2 separate regions of the Callithrix jacchus genome follow, and region 1 is linked to region 2. The links are chromatin contacts, called in public Hi-C maps. All regions are on one chromosome and are shown on one strand. The core of a region is the stretch at or near the end of the contact, and the rest is flanking DNA. Distances in the headings are between cores, read along the strand shown. Region 1 has its middle 99 kb from the start of LIFR. Region 2 has its middle 41 kb from the start of OSMR.

What was found. Hi-C and Micro-C count contacts between places; a contact is called where the count stands out from the background.
Region 1: a Hi-C map of skeletal muscle shows a contact between it and region 2, with 4 times the contacts expected there. The contact joins two enhancer-like sites. A contact is called at or near these places in 2 of 3 Hi-C or Micro-C datasets (both in skeletal muscle).

What each region holds. Positions count from the first base shown.
Region 1 is chr2:166,888,494-166,894,377 of calJac240_pri, reverse strand. No RefSeq gene overlaps it. Among named protein-coding and RNA genes, the nearest start is that of LIFR, 99 kb to the left of the region's middle. Within about 2 kb of position 4,462, at least 2 of the 16 cell types and tissues checked have an H3K27ac peak or open chromatin away from gene starts, as enhancers often do. A contact at or near this core is called in skeletal muscle, where this site is marked.
Region 2 is chr2:166,749,011-166,755,039 of calJac240_pri, reverse strand. No RefSeq gene overlaps it. Among named protein-coding and RNA genes, the nearest start is that of OSMR, 41 kb to the right of the region's middle. Within about 2 kb of position 2,934, at least 1 of the 16 cell types and tissues checked has an H3K27ac peak or open chromatin away from gene starts, as enhancers often do. A contact at or near this core is called in skeletal muscle, where this site is marked.

The sequences.
Region 1 (5,884 bases), core at 3,213-5,712, 140 kb before region 2:
CCCAAGAGAAAGTTCAGTTTGTCAAGGTGATTTAACAACTGAGCCAGAGCTGAGATTCAAATCTGAAGTGCCATTTCTGTATTCAGATGCACAAGAATTTCTTTAATCATGGACCTTGTTATTCAAGCATGCAACTCTACTATCAAGTGCTCACTGTTGTTCTAAGGAACAGAAAGAAGTCTTTGGAGTTGAACAATCTTAAATTTGAATCTTGCTTCTGCCCTTGCTCACGGTGTGACCTTAGAGCAAGGCTTACACTCTCCCTGCCTTGGTTATTCTGAAAGTGTCCCATGCCGCTCCCTTCTTGGAATCTTATGATTAGTTGGTCTGGCAACTGATTCAATGATTAAAGATAAATCAATTTAGAAAGAAAGTCACAGGGGTTAAAATCTTGTCTTTAGTTTGCAGAATCCTATCACAGCACATAATTTCCTCTTCCATAAGTTGAAAATAAAATGAAAGTGTATGTGACATGCTTACCATAATGCTTGGCAATAGCAAGTAAGTATTGAATAAATGCTGTAGTCATTTTTAATAATAATAAACACCCTCTGATTAGAATGACAGATCAACCATTTCCTAGATTAAAATGACTTTATATGCACATATATGAATATGAATATCAAATGAGAATAAATGGCATACATATGCAAATGAGGCCATTCCTCTGATGGACTGTTTGATCCAAGAATGTTAGTGAAGCTATGAAATTCATTTTCCTCTTCCATGGCACAGCCTTGACAACCCCACTTCAAAACAGATGCTTCGTTCACTCCTTCAGCTAGTTTCCTTCCTTCCGTTTGTGATTCGGCATTCCTTTTTGGCTTCTGACCCTGTGAAGGAGGAGAAGACCACAAAGCCAAGAGTATTTGCGGCCTGGAATTAAACGCTTTCTGATTAGAATGGTGGCCCTGGCCTTTTATATGCAACACCTGGTCCTTGCTGAGGTCACTAAAGGACTTGTCACTATTTAAGATGCCCCTCAAAGTCCAAAAGAAATTTATCAGGATGAAGGACTGACAAACCCCAGAATGCTGTTGAGTTGTTTCCTTACTTTTGAAGGGCATTTTTTGAAACTGCTTAATTTATGTAAAAAATACGTATTGTGTATGGTCCACCTATATATACATGCACTAGATATGGGTGATTTATTTGTTTGTTTGTTTTTTGAGATGGAGTTTCACTCTTGTTGCCCAGGCTGGAGTGCAATGGCGCGATCTTGGCTCACTGCAACCTCCACCTCCTGGGTTCAAGCAATTCTCCAGCCTCAGCCTCCTGAGTAGATGGGACTACAGGCACCTGCCACCACGCCCAGCTTATTTTTGTATTTTTAGTAGAGATGGGGTTTCACCATGTTGGCCAGGCTGGTCTCAAACTCCTGACCTCAGGTGATCCGCCCACCTCGGCCTCCTAAAGTGCTGGGATTATAAGTATCAGCCACCGCGCCTGGCCAATATGGGTGGTTTGAATGTTGTTTTTCCATCCTTTCTTGTCTCAAGGTCTGTAAGTCCCAGAAAAGCATGGCTGGAAGGCCTTACTGTTACTGGATGTGCTGCTCTCCAAAGGAGACAAGTAAGAAGATGTGTTAATTTGGGACCTCAGAGATACAGATCCTAAAATGGGATTAAACATGCAAGGACTGAATTGGGAAATGCCCACCAGAGACAGATGTGTAGAGTCCTAGCTGGTGTGGCTGGGGGAGGCCTCTCAATGCAATGCAAGCTTAACAGGGAAAGATTGGAGGAGGCACCTGAGGCCTTGCAGAGTATAAAGACCCATCCAGACCATCAGGCGGTCCTTGAGTAAAAGTCAGCTGTCAGATGTGGCCTATGTCAGCCAGGAACAGGCAAGCCTACTCTGTCATCCCTGCCACATAGAGTCAGTGGCTGTGAACAGCTTAGAGAAAGTGTGAGATTGGTGCAACAATGAGCTGGATCTCAGGTGGCATCAGTAGAGTCAATTTTGCTCCCTGTAGTTTGTGGTCTGTGAAGTGGATTCCCATGACTACCCAGCAGATGGTCGCTAATTGCCCCAGAATCTCCTATGGGGACCTCAGGCAGCTACTGTGGAAGTGAGAGGGCCATCTGTGGAATGTAGAGACAGATCCCTCCCCAGGTCCCCTAGACACACACATGCTACAGACACATACACACAGTTTCATGCACATTCACACTACAGGCACATTGACCTTGAGCACACACATGCATGTGCACGTGCACACACACACATGCACACACACACATGCACACACACACACATGCACACACACACTATGGGAGACTATGTATTCTGAAAGGCACAGGTAGACACCTTTCTACAAAATAATGTGCATTAGATAAAGCCTCCCACTTTTTTTTAATGGAGTTTTGCTCTTGTTGCCCAGGCTGGCATGCAGTGGCACGATCTCGGCTCACTGCAACCTCTGCCTCCTGGGTTCAAGTGATTCTCCTGCCTCAGCCTCCTGAGTAGCTGGGATTACAGGTATGCCCACCATGCCTGGCTAATTTTGCATTTTGAGTAGAGACAAGGTTTCTCCATGTTGATCAGGCTGGTCTTGAACTCCCAACCTCAGGTGATCCACCTGCCTCAGCCTCCCAAAGTGCTGGGATTACAGACATGAGCCACTGTGCCAGGCAAAAATTCCCTCACTTCTATGGGTATGTACTGGGACCACTCTGTCATGTTGACCTGGTTATTCACAGCTGGTTTGTATGCAGAGGGTTTGGCTTGTATTTTCCCTGGGCAGGAAACATGTTTAAGCAGTGTGGTCAGTTAAGGAATTAAACAGGAGAAAGAGAGGAGGAAAAGGAGAGAAGGACAGAGTGAGAGGGAGCTAAGAGTTTCTGATACCTATTACACAGCTGAGATCTGCCTTCTGCCTAAAGCAGAAAGAGACCAGCAGGACTCTGGTTGGCACAGCCTAATTACCCACACAGAAGCAGCATTGGCAGTTTGGTGGCAGGAACTTTCTATAGTGGTGACAATACTTAAATTCATGAGGTGACCCTGGGAGCTTGGCGTGGTCTTAGTGAAACAGCTTTCATGTTGGCCCTTTGTCCCTGGAGCCCACCCTAGTGGTTTTGCCCTTCAGGGTGGGCACAGAGTGGAAGAACACGAGCTAGATGCTGGCCAAACCAGGGAGCCAGGTCGAGCTGGAGATGGAATATCCTGAGTGGAAGTAACACCACAGGGATATTCCTGCTCTGTGCCTCTTTGAGGAAAACCTTGCTATTCACTCAACAAATGTTTACACAAACCCTAGCAATCTTCATGCCAGGTTCTGCAAATACAATTCATTTCGAGCAAAAATAGAGGTCATTCTTGCCCATACGGGGATACATTTTTAGTTGGGAGATAAACATTAGTAAATAATCCACCTGAGTGACAACAAATGACAACTACGGCAGGTGCTCTGAAGGGGGGATGCCTATGGTTGTCGTGGAAACATGTTATAGGGGAGGCTTTGTCTAGTCCTGAAAGTCAGAAAGGGACCCCTGAGGAAGTCCCGCTAGCTGAGAACTAAAGCCTTCAACCTCCACAGGGGGGAGCACCACAGAGAAAGTGCACATGCACTGGCCCTTTGGTGGGAGAAAAAGCAGTACCTGGGGGACAAGAATACTAAGGGTGGGAAGCCCATAGAAGTGCGGCTCAAAAAGAGGTGCAGATGCATGAAGGGCTGGATGAGTTCTAGTAGATCATTTTAGGTCTTCATTTTTCTCCCAGGAGCAATACGAGGCTATGGAAGGTCATTAAAGTAGAGAAGTGAGATGATGAGATTTGCATTCCAGAAAAAAAAATGTAGCTGCAGAGTGGCGCTGAATTGGAGGCAGGATGAGACCGAATGCAAGCAGAATTGGTAAGGCAAGAGATGACTCGCCCCATGGCGCAGACCACGGGAGTAGAGGAGGAGAGGGAGGGGACTGGAGGGACTCAAGAGAGAATTCGGACTCAATAGAAATGACTTGGCCATGACTTCGATGTGGGTTGAGGTAGGTCTGACTTCTAGGTTTCTGCCTTTCACATCTGGCTGGGTAGGAATGTCTTCACTGGCAATGGAAAAGGAACACTGCAGAAGGACCAGGCTTGGGGTAGAGGTGGGACAGGTTCCTTCAGGACATCCGAGAAGAAATATCAAGTAGGCAGTTGTATGCATGGCTCTAGTTTCTGACCACCAGAGTGAGAAGGTAGCTTCTGTTGCATTGTATTTGGATGAATTTCTGGGGTAGGAGAGGTGGCCTGGAGCCGAGAGTCAGTGGGGCCTGGGCAGGAGGGTATGTGCTACTCCTGGCTGCTCTCTCCAGAGCAACTATAGCAGCTTTCTAGCCTAGGTACATGAGTTCGGCTGCTCAAGAATTTGTGACACTGAATACACAGGGCTTGAAAGAACCCAGTTAATAAAGGATCAGACGGGACCTAGGAGAAGGCTCGTGAGTCTTTGACAAAAGGAAGTTCTGAGGCCTAATATTTGTTCTTCCTACCCAAAGTTGAGTTATACACCGTGTATCACTATTGACCTACAGTGGGATTTGCTTTCCTGGGAATCCGGAGAAGCACAGCATGTTCCTGTGTGTGAACACACTGTTATCTTTGGCTTAGTCTGAGGCTTGGTCTGAGGGTGTCAAACAGTCCAGATGGTGCTCCTGCCACCTGGAGGACAGAAGCGGAGGTGGAGGCTGGTCTCCTGCTGTCTACCCTACAGTTTGGGGGCACAGAGAATCCATGGGGAGGAAAACAAGGAACTGGTTCCTCCGAGAAGTTGTACAATCAGTGTCAACAGCTCAAGCCAGGGTTTTGGGAAGTCAGACATGGGCACTGATACATTTCTTAAAAGCCTAGGGGACAAGTGGACCACCTTTTCCCATAGAAGAACACCCCTGGAGGTTACTATCAGAAAGGGAATAATGGGTGGATGGACCAGGAGACTATCTGCTTTGTCTGTTTTCATATTTCCTTACATGTTGTTGGCAGGTAACTCACTCTTCCACCAAGGAACAAGGACAGATCTAACCCCTGAATGAGGTAAGGAACTGAGCATGGTGCCTCCGCTCCTGTCTCTCTTTAGGGATCTGAGATCCCACTTGCAAAAAGCATGGATTTTCATCTGCTCAAGAGGTTAGCCGTAAAGACCTTGCCCCTGTGGGCAAAACCTGCAGTTTTCCTACTTTGCCGGTGACTGATTGGATACATTTGATTCTGCAGCACAGTTTTAGTAAGCTCGTTTGGCCTTCCTGCTAAACCTTGCTGTCTAATATCAGCTTAAATATTAAATACTCCATGTTATTCTTCCCCAATCGTTTTTCTTACATAAGGGAAGGTGGGGTAATAAAATCTGTCTTTCAAACATGGGTTAATTATAACAATGTTATTTTGTACTTTCAAGTGCTATGGAATGGAATGCAATGCAAAAGGCATTGTGAATTATACTTACATTAATAACTTCTTAGGTGTCTCAATATAAAGATTAAAGATTTCTAGAATGCCAAGCGTTCGGAGTCATGGGGAGCTGATTTTTCTTTTTCACTTTTTTTTCTTTCTTTTAAGGCCAAGGTAGAGTATGGAAAGGGGTAGCTGATTTTTCAACCTGATTTTTCGATGACTTGATTTTTCAATCTCCTAATATAGAGAGATTGAAAGGAACAGGAGTGTCACTCATTGGGCTTCCGAAAATCCCAACAAAGAATACTGTCTGGAATGCAGAGCCTTGAAGATCTTTGTATGGCTTAAAAATGTGACATATCCTCCCAGGTAGTTAAGAGAATTCAGCTGCTTAGAGAATTGAACTGGACCCTTCGATTGCCATCGATCCAATAAAAGTACGTAGTAGATAACTTTTTCCTACCAGTAAGTGTGGATTAGTCACATAGCCCTTCCAACCCAGGACAAA
Region 2 (6,029 bases), core at 1,685-4,184:
ACATTCTCAGTATTGAAACAAGAAAAGTTCCCTTGTCCCCCTCAAAGGGTGTGCGATGGGAGTGTGGCTCACGTCTTCAGTGTCCCGCTCTAGGGGACATATAGAAGAAAGGGCAGGCTGTGGGGCTCAGACCCCATGGCAGTGTCTAGGGGTGAATGTTGACAGCTCCCAAGGCCCCAGTGAGCATGTGTTCCGGGATGCTCTTTTAGTTTATCCATCTGTAGGCGGCTTGTGTTAGCTCAGCTAGACCCCCTTCCTTACCACAAGGACAGAGGGATTTCTGTATCCCAGGGTTTCTTGCCTTGGTGTACAAGAAGAACCGGATTACATATGGGCTTGGAGAATGAGTGGAAGGTTTTATTGAGTAGAAGTAGCCCTCAGCAGATGAGGGCTCATTCTCCTCCCCAGCTAGGCTTCTAGTCAAAGGGGAGATGGTTTTCCCCTGGAGTCGGCTGCGGTGGCCTGGACTCTCCTCCAACTCCACCATGGCCTGTCCGGACGCCGGCATCTGTGGATGCGCGCTGCCGCCGGCATGCTCCCCTGGATGTCCTCTTGCAGGCCACCGCTTGTGTCTTCTTCCGCTTATGTGTTCCTCTCAATGTCTGGACACGTGTGTCTGCCTGGTAGGGTCTGTGGGGTTTTATAGGCACAGGATGGGAGTGTTGTGGGCCAGGGTGATCCTGGAAAATACGACATTTGGGCAGGAAGGGAAGAGTACCTGTCCTCACCCAGGTCCGTGTGGGTGGAGCTCTAGCCAGGGACCACGCCCTTCTCTACCCAGCGCTTCCCTTCCCCGATTCTGAATCATTTAAAGGAACCACACTCTTCCCTTCCCAGCCCTCCCGTATCAGTATGAATATTATAACTAATATTAATGTTCCTATCATTAACTTTCTTATACTCACCTAATACAGTGTGACCAATGAGTAAGTTTAAAACTAAGAAATGTGAAAATGTTGAGGCTTAAAGCCTGTCAACCAAAAGTAACTGAGACAAGCCTCAATCAATTTAAGAAGTTAATTTTGCTAAGGTTAAGGGCACGTCCATGACACTGCCTCGGGAGGTCCTGATGACATGTGCCAGAGGTGGTCAGGGCGTATCTGGGTTTTATAGAGAGACACAAGCCATTAAAACATATATGTAAGATGTATATTGACTTGGTCCAGAAAGACGGGATACCTCGAAGTGGGAAGGGTCCAGGTCATAGGTAGATAGAAGATAAATGGTTGCATTAAACAATAGGGCAAAGGAAGCAATCATATATGCATTTGTCTCAGGTGAGATATTTGTCTGAGACGGCATTTGTCACAGAGGAATAAATTTGAGTTTAATTTCCTTGTGGGCAAAGTGAGAGAGGTGTGTAAGTTTTTTATCTTAGTAGCTATCTGTTTGAGAAATAAAATGGGAGGCAGCTTTGCCCTAAGCAGTTCCCAGCTTGGCTTTTCCTTTTGGCTTAGTGATTTTGGGGTCCTGAGATTTATTTTTCTTTCTCAAGCCTTTCTGTAGAATTGCCAGACCCCTCCTGTCCCAAGGTGTGTGTTCATTGCATTGCACTCTGGGCAGTGTGTTCCAACCTTGGCTGCACAGTAAATTTCCTGAGAAGCTTTTATTTCTTCTTGTTGAGACAGTGTCTCACTCTCACTCAGGCTGGAGTGCAGTGGCACCATCTTAGCTCACCTCAGCCTCAAATTCCTGAGTTTAAGAGATCCTTCTACCTCGGCCTTCCCAGTAGCTAGGACTACAGTCCCATGCCACCATACCCAGCCAATTTTTTTTTTTTTTAAGAGATAGGGTCTTGCTATGTTACCCAGACCGGTCTCAAGTCAAACTCCTGGCCTCAAGCAATCCTCCCGTTTTGGCCTCCCAAAGTGCCAAGATTACAGGCATGAGCCACTGTGTCCAGCCCTAAGGAACTTTTAAAAGTCCCATGAACAGGAAACCTGCTGACCTAAAGATATCAGCCTCTTTTCCTGCTGTGGGACCAGACAGTAGGATTCTGAAAAGTCCCCATTATTCCAGTTTTCACCAGAACTGGAGATCTTTAGGGCATATACAGGACTTGAGGAACATCTGAGGTGGGCTATGTCATCTAACACCTGCGTGAATGAAGGCATTCCCTCAGCGTTTTTCTTTTTCTTAAAAGCCATGCAGATTAAAAAGTGTCTTTTTTATGACTCTCCATTTCACTGAGGAAATCACATTTTGTACCTTTCCTTTCAGTTTCTTCTTTTACCTTGAATAACCCACATCTTGGCCTCCCGGGTATCCCAGTCGCCTCAGACTTCAGGATCTTACTGTTGCCTGATATATTCAATTAACTTTAAGCCTCATGTTCAGCCAACACATCTGAGGATTCCTGAGGGACCCATGTTTCCACTGACACCGCTTCCTGCTTCCCCTAAACGTTTTCTCTCTGCTCTCCATGCAATCTCCTGTAAGCATCATCTGTCTTCCTCATTATTTTTCTCCATGACCAACAGTCTACCATCCCTATCACTTCATTCCCTCAAAGCACCACTAGCAAAAGACTGTGTGCAGCAGACTTTCATGGATAGTTGAAGTGCCAGTGAATGATTATTACCACACAGAACAGCGTAGCCATCATCTTAAAGTCAAACATCAGACATCACCAACCTAACACCCAGTGGCTGTGGAAAATTCCAGTCATGGAGAATTATGACTCTTTGGGTCACATCCATTCCAGAGGCTTTTTCATCTTTTCTCTGGCTGTTGGGTTTGATTCCTCCAAATTCCTGGCACTTATTTTATGCAGGGATAGTCAACTTTCCACATCCTTAGCGAAAGTAGCCTTTGGCTGACTTTGACACACCCCTCTACCCATTCACTCAGCTAACCCAAGAACCAAAAGCACAAAGTGAGGCATAACGGTTCCTTTTACCTCATCCCTTTAACCTGGTCACCTTTCCAAGCAAAGCCTCCCTCCCAGGTCATGGCTTCCAGCTGCCTGCCCTCTTTGTTCTGTTGTGCTCATTGTAGTCTGAAATCAATTCTTTGGTTTAACAATCAATCCCCAAGTGAACAGCATCAGACCACCCACTATGTGATGTCTCTGCTAGGTGCTGGTGGGGGCGGCAGAACTGGGAACATTAGAGCTGGGAGGGACTCAAGGACAATCTAGCTCCTCATTGGAGATGAACAGAATTAAGACCAGCCTCATGGCAGGCCAAGGAGGGTGGAGTGGGTCATGGTGGGAGCTCGGGCTTGCTGCACTCATAGTCAGAAGCACAGTGGTATGACCCTGGGCAAGTTACTTAACTTCTCTGTATTATTATTAGCTCTGAGGCTAATAATAGAACAGGTTCATCAGCCTGGTGGAATAAATGAGTGAAAGCAGGCAAAGTACTTGGAGCAGTATCTTGTGCATGAGACATGCTCAATCAGATCATGACCCTCGCCATGGGCCCCACAGCCAGTTTTTTTTAGACAGACACGAGACATCAGAAAAATATATGTAAGATGTACATAGGCTCTTTGAGATGAGAACCCAAGCTCTTTGGCTTCTGGCTCCCCATGCCTCTTACTCTGCCAGCCCACAGAGGATAACACACAGGTGAGCCCACAAGGACTTGCGATCTAGCTGGATAAACAAAACAGATGCACATGAAACAATCAGGGGCCACCATCAAGAAATAGATAAAGGGCCAAAGCAGTGATGCTCAAGCTTGATTGCACATTAGCATCACTTGGGGGAATTTTTCAAAGTCCTGCTGCCCAAGCCATACCCAGACTGATTAAATCAGAATCTCTAGAGGTAGGGCCCAAGCACCAATACATTCTAAATCACACCGGGTAATTTTAATATGCAGCTAAGGAAGAAAATCACTGGCTCGAACAAGCCTGATACCTTGATGGGCAATCTCAATTCAAAAAGGTGATTTGAATTGAGCTTGCCCAATTTTTCCCCAAATACTGTAAGTACTTGGAAAGCCTCAACTTGTCCACATTTTTTTTAAACTCCTCATTCAGTCATTACTTTTTTAAAGCTCTCATTGATTAGGCCTTCACTATGTGCCAGGCTGGACACTTTTCATGCGTTACTTCATTGACCCAACACAATAATCCTATTAACCAGTACTATAATTAACGCCACTTTACAGATGCGGAAATAAAATCTGGAGAGACGCGGTCAATTAGCCAAGAGGACACAGTTCATGTGCAATAGATCTGGTCTTCTGACACAGAGCCCATGGAACCACACGGGGACCCATCTCAGAAGCTCTGGCCTGTGAAGCATCCTTGTATCTCTCACCTGCCACCCCCAAATTTCAGGGCAGAAATTTTTCTAACATCTCACCACCAGCACCACAGCCTCCACCTCCTCTAGCCATGATTCAAATCCCATGCTGGTCATTTTTATAAAATATTGACTTCTGTTTTGCTTCAATCCCCCCTACTCTAAGAGATCGACTGCTATCCCCTTTCTCTGCCTTTTCTCACTTGTTAGTACAGCATAGAACAAAGCATTGTTCATACCTGCTGTGTATCCATCCCAGTCCTCCAGAGCACAGTTACTTTGCTCTCAAAAGTCTTCATCAAACAAATTTGCATTTTCTTTCCCTAAGGCCAAAGTCCTTATTATGGATATATTAATTATCTACTGCTATGTAGCAATATTACCGGAAGTTTACTAGCTTAAAACAACACACATTTATTATCTCACAGTTTCTATGCATCAGGGATCCTCTACCTAGGATCTCATTAGGTTGTAATCAAGGTGTTAGTTGGGGTGGCAGTCTTAACTGAGAAAGCACCCAGTTCTGAGCTCATTCAGGTTGCTGAAGCATTCAATTCTTTGCAGTTGTAGGACCGCGGGCTTCCATTTCTTGTTGGCTGTTGGTCAGAGACAGACTCTCAGCTCCTTGCCACACCATACTCTCTGTGGGCAGCTCACGATCCTGCAGCTTTCTTCTTCAAAGGCAGCAGAGGAGAGGGTCTCCTCACAAGGTAGAAATTACGATTGTATGCATTGTGGTCACCCACATATAATTACTTTTGCCGTATTCTATTGATTAGAAGTCAGCCGCAGTGCCTACTTATCCTCAAGGGAAGGGATGAGGGCACAAATACCAGGGTGCGAAGATCATGAGGCCACCTGAGAGACTGTCCTCCACAACAGGTCACAGATGCCTTTCTGCTGCCCCTTCTACATGTTTCCCTTTTATTCTACCTCCACTCTTCCCAGTCCTCAATCTTTGCCCAGGTTGCCCCGGGTTTGGAATGCAAAGGCAAGTGGGATTTATTCCATCACCCACCCTTACTCTAAGGACAGGGAAAGTCATTTGGGTGGAAACCCTTCATTATCAGTGAAGGTAAAACAATACGACAATGTAACCCAGGGCAGGGAGAAGCTGGGTCCCTTCCAAAGAGTTTACAGCACTAAAAACAGGGTTTAATACTATTAGAGGGTTTACAGCCCTAGTTTGCATGAAATAGAGCCAAATGTATGCAAATAGAAGGAATATGAGTTTTTCATGCAAACCAAATGGGTATATTTAGAAGGAAACTAATCTTTGTTATGACAAGGTGACTTTAAATTTGGAGATTCAGAGACAGAACTAGTCACAAGTCAGAGTAGAAGCCCCTTTATTCTTTCCCACTGATCAAAGCTGAGTCCTATATGTATACCACCCCCTCTCCCAGCCAGTGGTCTCAGAGGCCAGCGTAGCAAACACAGGCTGAGGAGAAAGACCGCTGGCTACAGATGATAACTGACATTTCAAGACACTAGAAAGGACCAAATGGTGTAGAACTTGATTATTTTTCTATGCAGTGGTGGGCTTTATCTTAGCAGAAGAAGTAGAGGAAGGGCTATGGGAGGATACAGATGCTCATTGACTTACAGTGCAGTTATCTCCTGATAAACCAGTGATTAAGTTGAAAATATCTTAAGTCATAATGCATTTAATACACCTAACCTATTGAACATCACAGCTTAGTCTCACTTACATTAAACATGTTCAGAACACTTACATTAGCCTACAGCTGGGGAAACTTTTTTCTGACACAAA